Linked DNA regions of Sus scrofa: region 1 is linked to region 2. A link is a contact called in public Hi-C data. All regions are on one chromosome and are shown on one strand. The core of a region is the stretch at or near the end of the contact, and the rest is flanking DNA. Distances in the headings are between cores, read along the strand shown.

Evidence for each region. A called contact is a pair of places that touch in the nucleus more often than the background predicts.
Region 1: a Hi-C map of skeletal muscle shows a contact between it and region 2, with 3 times the contacts expected there. The contact joins the promoter of GEMIN2 here to the promoter of SENP8 in region 2. A contact is called at or near these places in 1 of 5 promoter capture datasets (fetal liver), 6 of 47 Hi-C or Micro-C datasets (alveolar macrophages, heart right ventricle, liver and 1 more) and 2 of 2 datasets of contacts at active chromatin or transcription factors (alveolar macrophages and skeletal muscle).

What each region holds. Positions count from the first base shown.
Region 1 is chr1:169,674,817-169,680,549 of Sscrofa11.1, reverse strand. It overlaps GEMIN2 (gem-associated protein 2), which reads right to left and starts at 4,398. Exons shown (of 10, transcript XM_003121777.5): 1 at 4,214-4,398; 2 at 3,760-3,844; 3 at 1,608-1,697; 4 at 1,271-1,330. The coding sequence starts at 4,383. LOC100627270 (a long non-coding RNA gene) reads left to right here and starts at 4,423. Exons shown (of 3, transcript XR_002346575.1): 1 at 4,423-4,505; 2 at 4,762-5,008.
Region 2 is chr1:169,594,789-169,600,384 of Sscrofa11.1, reverse strand. SENP8 (sentrin-specific protease 8) reads right to left here and starts at 3,569. Exons shown (of 2, transcript XM_013992369.2): 1 at 3,370-3,569. MYO9A (unconventional myosin-IXa) reads left to right here and starts at 3,614. Exons shown (of 44, transcript XM_021100912.1): 1 at 3,614-3,679.

The sequences.
Region 1 (5,733 bases), core at 3,149-5,648, 79 kb before region 2:
AAAAGAATCCAACTACAGTGGCTTGGGTTGCTGTGGAGGTGCAGGTTCAATCCTTGGGCACAGTGGGTTAAAGGATGCAGTGTTGCTGCAGCTGCAGCTCAGATTCAATCCCTGGCCTGAGAACTTTCAAATATCTCGAGTATGGCCATTAAAAAAAAAAGAGCTCCCACTGTGGAACAGGATTGAGCACTAGGACACAGGTTCAATCCCCGGCCTAGCAGTGGGTTAAGGATCCTGTGTTGCCACAACTGCAACTTAGGTATCGACTATAGCTTAGATCTGATCCCTGGCCCAGGAACTCCATATGCTACCAGGCAGCCAAAAAAGTATTGTCTTGGAACAATGTATCCACCTCTTTCCCAATACTCTCTTTTTTCCTTTTCTTTCTTTTTTTTTTTTTTGCTTTTGAGGGCCTCACTTGAGGTATATGTAAGTTCCCAGGGTAGGGGTCAAATCGGAGCTACAACTGCTGGCTTAGGCCACAGCCACAGCAACTCGGGATCTGAGCCATGTCTGTGACCTACACCACAGCTCATAGCAATGCCAGATCCCCAACACACTGAGCAAGGCAAGGGATCAAACCCAAAACCCACATCCTCATGGATACTAGTCAGATTCGTTTCTGCTGCGCCACAGTGAGAACTCCCCCAACACCCTCTTTTATCTACTAGTCCATAAATAACATATCTACTAAAGAGCTTAAAATTATATCTAAGCTAATAAAAGTAGGAAATACTACTTTCTATTAGGCATGGCAAGCTTTATGAAAATGTCACTCACTAGTATTGGCAACACACCTTATCAGGAAAATCCAATAAGTCTTTATTCAATCTTTTTATGAATACTGAAACTGTACTTAAGTTCGTAAAAAGCAAATATTTATAAGAACCCTTAAAAACTTGTGGAGACTGATCTAAAATCTCTCAAGACGTTGTGGATTAAAACTGTCATAAAAATAACTTGCATTACTGATTCTATCCTTTTCAGGCTAGTAAGATAATCGAATTGTTACTATTAAGAGTAGATGGGAGAGAATTAAAATAATATGGATTAAGTGAGTGAATCCTTAAGAATGGAAAGGAAATATGGACTATTTCTTTTTTGAGCGGGGTGGCATGCCCACAGCATGTGGAAGTTCCTGAGGCCAAGGATCAAATCCATGCCATGGCAGTGATAATGCCAGATCCTGAACCTGCTAAGCCACCAGGGAACTCCAATATGGACTATTTCAAATAGTTATACACTGTACAATCTAAACAGAGAAACTTACCATGGTCACGTTACTATCCAACTGTTGTGATTTCCAATGACTTCTATGTCTATTCACACTCTAAAGGAAAATAAGGTAGACAAATGATCTTCTGAGACTGGATAACTGAAAAGAAATCACCAGTGCACAAAAATCTAACAATCCTAAAATTTGGAAAATATGTTTCAGACTATATTATGGTAATGATTATAACAATAATTTGGTAATTAATTCATAAATATTTTTATATTTATACAGTAGACTACTAAATTGTATTTCTCCAAATACAGTCTAAAAATAGAAATAAATGGAAGGGAGAGAGGGGTTTAAATTGATTAAATGATGAAAGTACACTTACCTGCCGAACAGTTGAAAACTGTGCCACCTGTTGTTGTTGCCACTGAAGTGTAGGGGAATATCCTTCAGGCGCAGGTTGGCATCCTGAAAGCTAGAGATCAGTTCATAAATGTCAGAATCAATGTTAGTGTTATAACTAGAATCTCATGCTTCTGCAAAGTAAAAGCAGAATCAAGACGAAAAATGAATAATAAAGCAAATAAGACTACACAAGAAATAAATTTCTATAAATTTTTTTTCAGATGTAAAAAAGGGAATTCTCTTTACTATTTATGTCTGAGACATAAGACATTAGGAAAAGACCCCTTATATGATCACTTTAGTAAGAGCAATATGGAATGGCTTATAGTTTATATATTTATGTATATATTATATGTATTAAGAAATCCAAGAGTTCCAGTCGTGGCTCAGTGGTTAATGAACCTGACGAGCATCCATGAGCTTGTGGGTTTGATCCCTGGCCTTGCACAGTGGGTTAAGGATCCAGCATTGCCGTGAGCTGTGGTGTAGGTTGGCAACTACAGCTCTGATTGGACCCCTAGCCTCCCCCAACACCCTCTTTTATCTACTAGTCCATCAATAACATATCTACTAAAGAGCTTAAAATTATGTCTGAGCTAATAAAAGTAGGAATACTACTTTCTACTGTGGCTGTGGCAAAGGCTGGCAACTACAGCTCCGATTGGACCCCTAGCCTGGGAACCTCTATATGCTGCGGGTGCAGCCCTAAAACAGACAAAAAAAAAAAAAAAAAAAAAAAAACAAATCATACGAGCCCTGAAGATATAATCTAGCCCTACTTTTCTATAACAGCAAAACAGTCTGAAACAAAAAGAGAGATATATTCCAAAAAAAGAATCTTGGTATGAGTAGAATGTACTCAAGTAATTTAAGACTTTTGACTTTACAAGGTCTACTTCTGTTTCCCAAAATAGCACATAGGTGATAAATGATCACATATTGCCTTGAAATAAAACTTAGTATGGTCTTTTTTTTTTTTTTTTTTTTTTTTTTGTCTTTTTAGGCCTGCATCCATGGCATATGGAAGGTCCCATGTTAGGGGTCAAACTGGAGCTGTAGCTGCTGGCCTACCCCACAGGCACAGCAATGCTGAATCCAAGCCACATATGTGACATAGACCACAACTCACAGCAATGCCAGATCCTTTAACCCACTGAGCTAGGTCAGGGATTGAACCCATGACCTCCTAGTCAGGTCTGTTACCACTGAGCCACAATGGGAACTCCTAGTATGGTCATTTTTTAAAAGCCAGATATATAAGGTATCATCTTCCAGCAACTAAAAACTTCTGAAAAGGAATTACATGAAAACTATAGTGTCTGAATTAAAATCTCCTGATTATAAACATGAGATAAAGGAATTACTTAGAACATAAAAGGAAAAGGAATTATTACAATTTAAAAACAAATTGAATCCTCTCCTTCCACTGTGGGTTAAATAGCACCTCCTTAAGGAGACCTTCTGCTGCTAATCCCTGTTACTTATTGGTCATTATGTTAACTTTCTTCACAGCAAGAGTCAAAATACGCAATTAAATTGTTTGCTTTTCTTCTTTCTCAGGAGAATGTAAACTCTACAAGGGTAGGGACATATTTTTTGTTTCATCCTCTGTTGTATTTCCAGTGTCTAGCACAACAGAGTTGCTTTGTAAAAAGTGTGCTGGATAAACAAATGAAAAGGTTTACAGTGGCAAAATACCTAGAAAAGTGTAAGATATTTTGATTTCAAATTTTTAAAAAACAAAAGCCAGTCAAATTCAGAACATGCAAACTACATTAAAGTTAAATATCAGCCCAATAATAATTATGAAGAAGTGCAAAAAGATACCTTAAAAATAAAGGATAGCGTAAGTAACTTATTTAAAGCCTCCTTTAGGATTTGATCATCTTCTTAAAGTATTATGAGCAAATCTCCATGAATGCTAGGGTTACCAAAAGCCTCTATGGAAGCAGTAAATGGAATCTGTCCTTTTAGGGGACAAAGTACAAGCAAATGTCTAATTTACTAACTTACTACAGAGTAGTCAAATCTTAACTGATACTGCCTGATACTATCTGATACTATACTAAGAGCCTTGGTCTTTTAATTTGTAGTTGGGAGTGGGAAATCCCCTGACGGGTAATAAAACTCACAGAAACATTTACACTTTGCTTCCTTTTCAACTTCTTTGGGTCAATTTGAGCTACCACAACATCTGGACATTGAGCTGCTTCGATCCTACAAACAAATAATAAATGCAAGAAACGTGATTACTGTTGTTCATGCGCATTAAAACAAGCGATCCACTTCTACAGTTCATTACAAAATCAGAAAAAAAAAGTTCAGAATTGCAATTGAGGTACTAAACGATATATTTCTGAAATTATCTGGACTGAAAGCAAAGAAATTTAAGTTCACGTTATCTTCTCACGAGTAATCACGTTTAGCAAAATTAAGTTCATAGATGCAATGAAGGGATCTTGATCCGGTCCTAAACTGGAGACGGGATCAGAGACAGGGCTTTATCAAATTTGGTGGTGGGGCGAGGCACTGGGCGCTGTGCGCAGGGAGAACCACCAGCCCACCGCACAGGGTCTAATCACTCACTGGACCCGCCTCAGGTATTCCTGAGGAGTCCTCGGAGGTACGCTGGGATCGAAACCTTCTGTCAAGTCGCAGGGCTCCACTGGCAACAGCTGGGGCATCAACTCTTCCACCGCAGCCTCTGCAGGTACCCACGCCATAGTTTTCAATCCGGCCCGTCCTGCCCGGCGCATGCGCCAAGTCTAGGTCACAGCGCAGGCGCACAAGTGGGCGGGCGCCTTTGGCGCGGAGATGGGCAAGAGGCTGGGTTTAGGGGGCGAAGCTGCGCATGAGCTAACTCGCTGGTTGTCCTAAGGTTAAGGCTCGGGTGGAATAATGAAGACCAGGAATTTAGTTCCTGGTACTAGTGGTTCTGAAGTGTTTAAGGGGGGTTCCTTCTTTACTCTCCTAAGTAAATACTGAAGATTATTTTATGCATCCACAGTAGTGAGGGAACTTTAAATGTTTTTAAATTAATGAGCAGATTACTGTAATTATCACTTGTTGAGCTCTAAATTCTTAAGTCTCTGGTAGACACATCACATGCATTTCTTCTTTCTTTTCTTGGCTAGGCCTGTGGCATGCTCCCCTGCCAGGGATTGAACAAGCGCCACAGATGTGACCCAAGCCGCTGCAGTGACAACGTAGGAGTTTTAACCAGCTGCCCCACAGGGGAACTCTTCCATGGAATAGAAGCAATTGCTGTTTGAACAAAAGCTAGCAGTTTTAGTGACAAGTCTTGTCAGCATTTAAAGAAGAAAAGACAGGCATGAAATCAACCGTGTTGTAATTTTAAATGGCCATCAGCACCTTGACCTGGTATGTGCTACTTAAACTCTTATGCTCACGTTCATTTGTTATTTACAGGGATTGGACCAAATTATCATTAAGGTCTATTTGAGTTTGGAATTCTATTAACTCTAATGTGTAATTTATTAATTAGCTTTATTAACTATACCTGATATTATTGTAGTCTTAGGGCATGCAGAGTAGAACATATATGATGCTGAATATTACTTTTTCTAGTGAGTAGTTCAAAAATAGTTGGCCAGTGCTTTATAATGTCACCATCTGAACAAATGGAAGAGAATCCACGTTAGAAAAAATAAGTGCCTCGTTTATAGAGTAAACAAAAAAGAAAAAGTAGAGGTGAAACCGCCATCTAGTGGTGACCATGTAAAATTCCCAGAAATTTGTGTTACCATATTTTACCTACTGCTGGAATCTCCAATTTGGAAATCTCTGTGGGTTCAAAAGTAGGAAGGAAAATACTGGCTGTTACACATTAACAAGTGATTAATTAATGACTGAATAATGTTCAGAATACTTGCCCCCAGATGGTCCCTGGAAAAAAGTTCCAAGGTCAAATATCTTTGGGAAATGTATGCAAATGCCACTCTTAAAGATTCACAATGAATATTAGCATATTAAAACTCTTGACAAGTCAAGATACCTATTGTACATAATTTTACTGGTGTTTTTGACCACAGGACCTCTTTCTCTCTCTCTCTTTTTAATATTCTCTGGCATTGTAAAAAATGCCA
Region 2 (5,596 bases), core at 2,320-4,819:
CTGAATAACATGGTTAAAAAAAGCACATAATTTGGGGACTAGCTGGGATTTGGGGAGTTTTACATAGTCTAGCAATGGTCAGTTTCCAAAGAGATGGGTTACATGGGCCTTGAGGACTTCCTTTTTGTTTACTAGTGCATTTTACTCACCCAAGAGGTTTCAGGAATTGGCAAGGAGAGAGAAGTTTTGACCTTACAAAGTCAGGACTTAAAGTTGTAGATGGAATTTAACCAAGAAAGGTACTAGCAACATCTAAGAACTTAGATATGTGGTAAAGCCATTGCTTATCAGAAGTTCTAACATTATAGAATGCACTAGCCTTGTGACCACATAAAATGCTAATTAACTTCTACCTGGTGTGCACATCCTTGTTGAAAGGTATGTAATTTATTCCAATCTTTTTCTTTAGATTGGTCAGTCACACTGTGGAAATAAATTCAGCACTCTTTTAGAGATCACTTTATGATAAAATTTAGTTTTTAAAAATGTCAATTATTTATTGGTCTAGTCTCTTCATTCCTATTTTCTCTTCTGATGATCTAACCTACACATTACTTCTAGTTTATTTTCCAAATGGAACTGTGTTATTTTGCTCTAAATATTTAGTGTTTCTCCACTGTCTAGCAAATTAAGTACTAACTACAGCATGGCATTAAATAAATTCCATAAAAACAGCCCTAATCTATCTTTCCCAATTTATTTCCTTGTACTTCTCCCATATATAGCCACAAGCTTAGTTCTCTTGTAGGCCCAAATTCTTAGGCAACAGTGGATTACTACTGGTTACTATAACTAAGGCATAGGAAAAGAGAATAGCCAGTTCTCTATTCCCAGAGAGAGGCTGAGAGGTGAACCTTGCTCAAGCATCTTTCTGAAACAGATTTGATCTGTCATGCTCTCACTTAAAATCCTTAGATTTAGGAGTTCCTGTCATGGCTCAGTGGAAACGAATCTGACTAGTATCCATGAGGACACAGGTTCAACTCCTACTCCCACTCAGTGGGATCAGGGGTTGCTGTGAGCTGTGGTGTAGGTTGCAGATCTGGCATGCCTGCGGTGTAGGCCAGAGGCTACAGCTCTAATTTGACCACTAGCCAGGGAATCTCCTAAAATCTTACAGGTATCTCAAAATACAATTTATACTCATCATTGTTTTGAAAATACAAAATCAGTCCTGCTGCCAAATATTATTTAATGTGTAGTTAAGCACATATGTAACTACATCTCTTATCTGTTTTAATATTTTTAAAACTTTCAATGAAAAAGATCTCACTTATGTTTTTATGTATTTTATTTTATATATTTAAAAACATTATTCTTATTCTGAGATAGGATCCACAGGTCAGGCTGACCAAGTGGTCCATGACACAAGAGAAATTACTTTTACTTTTGGTATTTAGACCTATTAATTGCTCATAGTAAATATAACCTAAACACTTGAGCATGGAATTCAAAGTTCATTATCTGTTCACATCCACTTTATCATCTTTATCTCCGTCCTACCCCTACTTTTCATACTAAACCCTAGTATTTTAGACAATAGTGACCTTCTCTTATCTGGTAGCAGATAGACAAGTTTTTTAATTAACCACAGTTAATACAGTAGCACGGACTAGCTAGGGCTTTGCCTTATACAGACCTTATCTGTCTGCCAAGTGAATTCTTCTAAAGGTTTGTTTTCCCTAATACTGTGAAGTCCTAATAGGGCTGAAACTTAAATCTTTCTCATTCCTAACTTAAATGGTTGATGAAATAAATAATAAAAGGCAGATTCTAAATTGGCAAGGCACTGTATATAGTAATCTCTATGGGAGTGAAGTCAGTCTTTGAATCTCATCAATTGGCTTAACTCTGATCTTGTGGGGGATAGAAATGAGGATTCCCCTGAGCTCTAAGGCTGGATCCCCAGCTGATAAAACTTGGACAGAAGGAAAAGACAGAGGAAAGAGCAGTAACCGAAATGGGCCTGATTAAGACTGAAGGATGAAACTGTGCTAAAGAGAAAGCAGGAGTGACTCCTCCCATTACCCAGAGTAGTTATTCAAAACTTTCAAGGGTCTCATGCCATCCTGAACTCTCATCAAATGACTCCCAACTTAACATTACAGCGCCAACTACATCAACCTTCTGCCTTCCCCTACTTCCCAAACTTTCCTTTGCTATAGTTTGGTGGTTCTCAACCTGCAGCATTGGAGTCACCTCAGGAACTTTAAAAAAACAAAAACAACCAAAACTGATGCCTGGATTTGTTTAATTGGCCTCAGGTGGAGCAACTTCATTTGTTTTACTTTTTTCTTTCCTTTTTGGAGCTGCACCCGTGGCACATGGAAGTTGCCAGGCTAGTGATCGAATAGGAGCTGCAGCTGCTGGCCAATGCCATAGCCACACCAGATGCCAACTGTGTCTGTGACCTACACCACAGCTCATGGCAATCCTGTATCCTTAACCCACTGAATGGCGGAAGGGATTCAACTGCATCCTCATGGAGGGCAGTAGGGTTTATTACTGCTGAGCCACAATGGGAACGCCTGGTTTTACTTTTTAAAAGAATCCCAGGTGACTCTAATGTGCATACAAGATTTAATTCCACTACCGCTCCTGGTTCTGTAAATTACCCACTCTCACTCATAAACTGTCCACATCTTGGTTATGGTACACTTCATAACCACCTTAAAAGAAAACACTGTTCTGGCCCACACGCTTGTCCCTCACCTCATTACTTTATAACTCTTTATTACTCAAAGAGTGAGTAACTTACGCCACGTGGTTTTCGCTAACTGTATTCTATTCCTCTTTTTATTTCAGCGCCAGTACTGTCAAAAATATTTTTGTACCCATCATTCCCTCTGCTTCTATCTCTTATACCGCTTTAACCAGCTACTGCTCATTAGCTTTCTAACACAAATTAAGAGTGACCCAGAGGGTTTCCTCAAGTCATACACAATCAGGTGGTCCCTCTTCTACGCTCAAAGAATACCTTGTGCTTTTTTTTTTTTTTCTATTATAATTTTACTTTACTATCACGGAGGATTCTCTCATCGTCTCCAACATACTTCGAAACACTTGAGACTATTTCATTTGCTTCTGACTTTCTGGAGTCTAATGCACGGAAAGTGCTCAGTAAAAAGTCTGAGGGATGAAAAGAAAGAAGTACTAGGAAACGGAGGTCCGGGGCGGGGAAATGCTGGGGAAAGGGCGTGTGTGTGTGGAAACGGGGGCGGGAGGGGGGGGCGCTAAGGAGGCGGCGCTAAGAATTTTGAGCCAGAATTGGGGAGTGGGTGTGGAGACGCTAGAACTGCGTGGGCGGCAAAACGATCTCCTGCCCAGACACACCGACCGACAAACCGAAGTGGGGAGGAGGCTTCTTACCTGCCTCGGGCCTCACCTCCCCAGCCAGCCTTCAGGCACCTCGGTATTGGCCGGAAAGCGAGAGCTGCAGTCGTAAACCCAGAGTTTTCTAGCCCAACATTGCGACATCCCTCTCTAGAAGAGATAAAACCTAAGGCAGAGTTCCCAACTCTGCCGTAAGGTGAGGAAGAAAAGTTTGGGCGGGGCCGCCTGAAGCGGACGAAATGGGGCGTGTCCACGCAAGCGCATGCTGTACTTGCTGGCGGCATCACGTGCGGGGGCGGAGTCGGGCGAGCAGGCTGGCTCCCGAGGGCGGTAGGGGGCGTGGGAGGTAAGTGCGCGCGCGCTTGCTCTTCTGCAGCTGAGGAGTCGTGCGGGGCGGGGCCGCGTGCGCGGGGTCGGGGGCGCGCGGGCCCGAGCGGACTGGTACGTGGTGGCGGTTGACTGTGGCTGCTGAGTGAACAGCAAGGGTGGTGAGAGGCGGCGGTGGAGGCACCCGCGACACCCGCAGAGGCGGCAGTAGCGGTTGAGGCGGCGACTGAACGCGTGGTCTCAGGGCGGGTGCGGCCGGGGATGTGCCTGCCCAGGCCGGGCGGAGTCTCTCTGACAGGGCGGGGGATGCGCGGCGGCCGCTCGCCCGGACCCTAAGGCAGCTGGGCCCACCCTCCCGGAGCCGTCCGACCCTTGGTGATCTTGGCCTCTGCTGTCTCCTCCGGCCTGACCCTGGGGCCGAGTTTGGGAGGCGGCTTCCGCCGAAGAGGAGGGGGCTGCGGTGGCCACCGCGGCGGAGCCCGAGGTAAGACCCGCCCAAGCCGCCCAGCGGCCCTGCCGCCCAGCCCGGCCCACGTCTCGGTCTCTCTCTTTGGCTCCTGCGGGGCCGCCCCGCCCCGCCCCAGCGGAGACGCCCCGCGAGCTAGTCTGCGCTGGAGCCTCCCTGACACCCGATCGCTGCCCCGGGTACCCAGTGGACCCCACCCATCGTGTATTCCTTTGGCCAGGCACCATTCCGGCGCTCCAACCTCTCCTGGTGTTAGTCTCGGGCCTCTCACCCCATCACACCCCACTAGAACCCTCTTCGGACTCTCGTAGTACTCTTAAATGGGGCCTCGAGACTGTTGCATCCTCCTGTGAGCTGACCCAATCACAGTTCCTCAGATCCGTTTACGCTTGCCCTCTAAACCCATTGCGACCCCCAGCTCCAAGGCAGATCCATCGCTGCCCACTCCTCTTCCTAGCGGACCTGCTCACCGCCTAGCTGAAGCTCTTCCCTTACTCAACTCGTCTTTCAGATAGTCTATTTCATGATGCTCTTACTTCCCAAGAAATCTGGTGTCAGCTCCTCTTTAGACACCAGCAGCGGCCTCTTCTTCTAGACCTCCTTTCCTTAGGCAGACCTTAATATCTTTCTCCGAGGTCGTGATCCTTTCTTTGGTTGAAAGGGCTTTGCCGTGAAATCCTGAAGGCATTTTGCTTAGCCTAGTGTTTTCCCCCCAGCGGGGCTAAGGGGACCAATTGACACTCATGTTTGGAGGTTTAGTCTCCGGGCTTTAGAAAGAGGGAGATGGAAGATCATGGAAGCCCAGGGCAGGCGGTGTGTGCTATTGTAAGGTCACACAGCCTGCTTCTCATCTTCTGTAGAATGTGTGGGGTAGTACAGATCTGACATTTTAGGGACTTCTGGAAGGGTTAATTAACACAACAGTAATGAATGTCTCCATGTGGTATCATTTGTTTCACCTTCTTGTAGATTTTTACAGCTCTTTTGCACTGCTTTTGAAGGATAGCAAGATACTTTTTTTTTTTTTTTGAATTTGCTGTTTTAGAATTTGCTGGGAAAGTAAGATTTGTAGTTTTCCTTAATTTCTGAAGATTTTGATGTCAGTTTAATAATAAAATTCTGCTACCTGGTGCTGCTGACTTGCTTTTTCAAGAGGCAGGTACAGTTATCATTGCAGTGTTCACCAATGTCATTATCAACAGCCTTATTAGCAGTAGTTAAACAGTAAAACATAGTTTGTTGAACTCCTGAGCTGTCAAGAAGGAAATGTAATTTTACACCAGATGATCACTGCATAATTTTAACGTTGGTATAGGGATGAAGTATAGAGAGGTTTTTGTAGTCAGTACTTTAAAATTTTTTATTTTTTGTATGTGGAACCGAGGAAGGAGAAAATCATATTAAAATTATAGGTCATAATTAGACATAGTATAAAAATCAAAAGGTTCAAAAGAGTATGTAGTAAAAAGT